Regions from separate parts of the Canis lupus genome. Here region 1 is linked to region 2. A link is a contact called in public Hi-C data. All regions are on one chromosome and are shown on one strand. The core of a region is the stretch at or near the end of the contact, and the rest is flanking DNA. Distances in the headings are between cores, read along the strand shown.

The links. Hi-C and Micro-C count contacts between places; a contact is called where the count stands out from the background.
Region 1: a Hi-C map of blood shows a contact between it and region 2, with 3 times the contacts expected there. The contact joins two enhancer-like sites. A contact is called at or near these places in 2 of 9 Hi-C or Micro-C datasets (both in blood).

The regions. Positions count from the first base shown.
Region 1 is chr17:54,965,197-54,967,896 of UU_Cfam_GSD_1.0, reverse strand. It overlaps LOC119869821 (a long non-coding RNA gene), which reads right to left. Exons shown (of 3, transcript XR_005372638.1): 2 at 1,861-2,700; 3 at 537-807. Among named protein-coding and RNA genes, the nearest start is that of TTF2, 8.5 kb to the left of the region's middle. Within about 2 kb of position 1,311, at least 4 of the 20 cell types and tissues checked have an H3K27ac peak or open chromatin away from gene starts, as enhancers often do. A contact at or near this core is called in blood, where this site is marked.
Region 2 is chr17:54,768,456-54,771,155 of UU_Cfam_GSD_1.0, reverse strand. No RefSeq gene overlaps it. Among named protein-coding and RNA genes, the nearest start is that of PTGFRN, 57 kb to the left of the region's middle. Within about 2 kb of position 1,310, at least 2 of the 20 cell types and tissues checked have an H3K27ac peak or open chromatin away from gene starts, as enhancers often do. A contact at or near this core is called in blood, where this site is marked.

The DNA.
Region 1 (2,700 bases), core at 62-2,561, 200 kb before region 2:
CTCCATCCTGACCTGCTCTCCTTGCCTCACTGTGCTGGGCTTGTCTTCCCCTTAAGTCTATTGTTCACCTTGTACTTTCTGCCTGCCGTGTTTTCCTAGTTCTTTAAAAAGCCTCGCCCCTAGCTCTTGGGGTCTCAGCTGAAGTATCCCCTCAGTGAGAGTTTCCATGACTACTTAAAGAGATCCTTCCCTGCTCTTCTCTGCCTCAGCACCCTGTTTGCTTTCTGCATAACATGTCATTTGCGTGTTGCTGTTTCCTTGTTGATGGTCTGTCTCCCCCTCATAGATTATATGTGTAAGTGTCAAGAAAGCAGGGACTACAGGACCTAGAAACTTGCTCACCATGGTACGTAGAAATTCAATACATATCTGGTAAGTGAAATAAATGAAACCTCAGAGTGGAAGGGACCTAAAGGTACCTAGGGTGCCCACCCAGTCCCCTCCACATCATCCCTAACAGATTCAGCATAGGACTTTGGAGTCACAGCAAATTCTTTATTAGAGTAGCTCAAAATGGCAATTAATTCTAACGTATATTGAGGAGGAATATGCTTTTCTGTCTGAAATTTCCACTTCCTCGTAATCTGGAGTTCCGCATCATCCATTGAATTTTCTCTTCAATGTCACTTTCACATTTTTGAATACGGCTCTCTCATCCTCCCCACACCTGCTCGAATTCCCAGTCCTCGGGGAGTCTGCTCCAGCTGCTGCAATCATTTCTGTCCCCTCTGGACCCCCTCACCAGCACTTTCCAGTGAATGTTTGCTTAATTTGAGGCATCTCAACTGGAACTCAATATGAAGAATCCTGTGGGATAATTCTCTCCTTTATTTCGTATATGACCACTATACCCATGCAATATAAAGCAGCAAAAAAACCACTTCTCTCTCCTTGCTAACGAATATGTCATGCTAGTCATTCATATCAAGTGTACAACCAACCAGAACCGCTGCATTCATCTTTCACGCATGAACCTGCCTCTCCTTTACCTGATGCATCTAATTGCCCGAACTTAACTCTGGATTCTATCTTTCATCCTGTTGGCAGAGATCCATCATTCTAACCTGTCTAGATCTCTTTGAATCTTGTTCCTGTCAGCTGACCTATTAATGCTGTCTCCTGACTTCGGTGTCAACCAAACACTTGACAAGGCCTCTCCCTTTGACTCCCTCCCAGTAGCCAGGAGAAATGCGAAGCATTTCAGCACAACCTGGAGAGGCCTCCTGTGGGTAAACGTGGTGCCCAAGGTGTCATGATTCAGGGACGGCCCTCCGGGTCAGCCCCGAGGGCCACGTCACTCCTGGTTCCAGAGCCTTGCTACGGCTCACGTGTGCTCTGTACGTGTCCCTTGGTTTACCAGCCTGCAAAGCTGAGCGGAAGAGGAAGTGAGGTTAACCTGGGCGATTTGTTCTTGGTGAGCAGCACAGGAAGTGGCCTGGACGCTGCAGGGGGATGTGGTTCCTCAGGGCAAAGGCCCTCGCCTGGCGCCAGGCTAGTGATTCATTCAGTCACACCATCTCCTGTCTTGTCCACTTGCCTGGCAATGCCTGTCACCTCTCACTTTTTATCTAATCGGCCACCTCCTGCCCACTTCTCTCTCCAGCTTTGCGTGCATTTGGATGAAGGCTGGCGGATTCTGGGTGAGGGATTTGCCAGGGTCGGACAATGAGAAGAAGCAGAGTTAATAACTCTTTTGATGAAGATCTGAGGCAGCCTTCCTGGGTAGCCCAGGGCATCCCCTTCAAAAGATGGAGCTCTTCCCAGCTCTTTACTTCTCCTTTAGAGCTTCCCCACCCTCTGTTTCCTGGACCACTTTCACCTCACTCAGCAGAAGTCCTCCACACAGCAGACAGAGCTTACCGTCCTCCATGGTAGCCGGGAGACAGAGAGGCCTGGCCTCAGGGCTCAGGGCCCGGCTGCCTCTCCCGGCATCTGGAAGTTCCTTTCCTCTAAGCAGGCAGCCTCTTCCTTCTCCGGGTCAGCAGGTTCCTTCAGACACTGCTGGTGCCTGGTGCTGGGGATAGGACTTCCGCACCTGGGCCCATGAGAAAAGCTTGGGTGGAGCCTGGGCTGTGAGGGTCTTCTTTCTGTGGTTTGTTGACTTTTATTTCTGCTTTCTCACTCATATGCTAATTGCCTGATTCTTCCCTCCCAGTTCCTCTTTTTCTCCCACTTTCCCCACTACCCCTCTCGCCAACCCTCAACATATCTCTGTCAGTCCAAGGGAGACCAAAACAGTGTTAAGGAGGGCTGTGGAAGAGGACTCACCCAGGTTCTTTTATGCCCTTTCCAGTCTCACACTTTTTTTCAGGGTGATACAATTCCTGCCACTTTCCTAATTTCCTCTGTCTGATAGAAGAAGAGCTGGAGCGTGGCTAAGTGGTAGGTAAAGAAATTCTGCCCACTTGAGTGGCTTTGCTGTTAAGCTGTATGCCCTGCCCGGGTGTGTGCATGCACAATAAGAAATATCAAATAACTTACTCCATCTGAACCATGCTAACAGGCATGAAGAACACAGGTAGGGAGCAAACCACAGTTCAAGTCATGAATTATGCTATGAATTCTTCTATGGACTGAATTGCGTCTCCCCAAATTCATGTGATGAAGCTCTACTTCCCAATGTGATGGTATCTGGAGGTGGGGGCCATTATCTGGAGATAATTAGGTTAAATAATGTCCTGAGGATGAAGCCCTCATGAC
Region 2 (2,700 bases), core at 61-2,560:
GGCTGGATCAGAAAGTCCTCAGAGCTCCTCAGGGGTTCCTGTGAAGTCCTGCCGCCCCAAGGTGGCTAACCCGGAGAGGCCGTGGGCCGACTTTCTAGCTCACAGCCTGTGCAGACCAGCTGAGTCTTCAGATACTGTGACTCCAGCCAACTTAACCACAAGAGACCCTCCAGTGAGACCTGCCCAGCCATGTCTTTCCTGAACTTTTCACCCAGAAAATCATAAGTAAACTAAGTTCTAAACTTGCTCTAAGATGCCAACCTTGTGGTAACTGGTAACTCAGCAGTGGTAGCTGGTGTGAAGGCCTTGCAGGCTTTTTCAATATAGATGCCTGATCAAGATTGTGGGAGGCCCATGAATTATAAGATTCTGCGGAGGAAATTTGCAAAATAGAGGTCTACTTCTAGCTCTGACCTGAGGATTCCTTGCGTGCGTGACCAAGCCGCGCTCATTCCTCAGAAGGCCATGTTTCTATGTCTCCCGAGTCACCTGTCTCCCAGGCTGGGCTGGACCAGTACTCTCCTGGTCACTCCCAGGCATTTGCAGCCCTGTCACTCATTCTGGGCAAGAGCAGGAGAGGACCAGTGGGTTTCCTTCTGATGTATCTTGCTGTGTTAGCTGTCGGAAGAATATGCTATTCTTGGGAAACAGGGAGAGTGGAAGAAGGAACGTGGAATCCAAAGTCAAAAGACCTGGGTTCAGGGGTGCCTGGGTGGCTCAGATGGTTAAGCATCGGATGCTTGGTTTTGGTTCAAGTCATGATCTCCGTCAGGCTCCATGCTGGGCAAGAGTCTCTGTTTCCCTCTCCCTTTGCCCCCACACCCTCCCCTCGCCTCATGCTCTATCTCAAAAAAAAAAAAAAAAAAAAAGGATCTGAGTTCTAGTGCAGACTCATTCATGTACTAGCTGTGTGAGCTCAAGGAGACAATTTAACAGCTCCAGCCTCAGTTTCCCCCATCTGAAAATGAGGAAAATAATATGTGTCCCATAGAAGTGATTTGAGGATTAAGTTAAGATTATACCTGTGAAACCCTAGGGGTTTCAATGAGTTTGTGCTGCATTTACCATTTTGATGCCTTTTCATTTTGTTTTTAGAAAATTAAAAAAATGTAGAAAATACAAAAAACAAAAAGACATTCATGTTCTCACACTGGGAATTGCCACCATTGACGTCTTGACTTACTTCTGGTCTTTTTTTTTTCTTTTTTTTTTTTTTTTAACAGCTAGAGTGTGGTGCAAGCACACAGTGAGGGGTGAGGGGTGGTAAAGGGAGGGGCAGAGGAAGATGGAGAGAGGATCTTAAGCAGGCAAAGGCAAGCAGGCTCTACGCCCAGGGAGGAGCCCCACGTTGGCTGGTTGGCTGACTTAACACTGAGATCATGACCTGAGCCGAAATCGAGAGGCAGTTACTCAACCAGCTGAGTCACCCAGGCACCCCAGTCTCTTCTTTTTAACCATTCTATAGGTCATTTTGGAGAAAGTGAGAACTATTATGTATTTAGTGCCCGCAAATAGGGAGTGCTTCACAAGGGTGCATGTTGTCTGCTGCAGGGGCCTTGGTGATCCGTGTCATTCCAATATTTTCGTATCTGTGATGCCCCTGTTTGTATCTGGCACACTTTTAAATACTAGAATTTTTATTGGTATATAGGAAGAAATGCGGTCATTTCTACTGTCTCTCTCTTGGTTCTTTGGACGTCCTTTAGCCTAGGTCAGTCTATGAGTACAACTATTTACAGGTCCAGCCCTGGCTGGACCCTCCTGTCCTCAGGAGGTGACAGTGTCTATTGTTCCAGACAGAAGGAGAGCTGATCCTACCACCATCTCGCTCCCAGCCTCTTTTCTGCAGCAAGTGGTGCTGCACCACATCCCACTGTCCGCTCAGCTCTGTATTCCTTCTGCTGTATCACTGCTGTTACAGAATGTATCATCGGTTGTATCAGAACCAAATTTTACCCGAGTCTGCATTTGGTGGCATGATGGTGAAGGCTGTGTGATGTCCAGTGTGTGCGTCATACTAGCAGAAACCCCAGTTCTGTTCTTCTGGAATTGCCTTCTCTGTGAGTCACATAGCAATCGTGTCCACACGGTTGACTCCATATCTGTTTTGATTTATTCTTTCCTCTAGCCTTTGTGACTTTGCAGCCTCTCTGCAGGAGTGGCCTCTATCCCAGGGCCCTGCTCCTCTGGGGTCCAGGAGCGGGGAAGGCAGTGCCAGCATTCTCTCTGGTAGTCAGGGTGGAGGTTTTTCTCGCTGGGCACACGAAACCAACTAAGATTCGAGGAGGGCATGCATCATCAGCCTGCTTTCTCAGAGACGACTTATTTTCAGCTCATCTGCACATTTTCCGGGAGTTCTTAGGAGCCTCCCAGGCTTCGGTGTGGACATATGAGCTCTTGCTATGAGATGGTAAAGAGAAACTATCGTATCTACTAAAGGAGAAATTATTCCTGGCCCCATTAAAGCAAAGTCAGGCAGACTTTATTTCAGGGGGAATGTCATGATGGGCGCAGGGACCACTGCAGTGGGGTTTTGCAGTGGAAGAAAGAGAATGGGCTCAACTCTGAAAACAGAAGGGAAAAGTAAGAATTTATGACCAAGAAGCAGGGTGGGGGATGGTGGATGGGAAAGTAAGAGGAAGCGTTAAGGAAGGATTTTGGCTAACTCGATGTACTAGGATTCTTGCCGAAGGCAGGCTA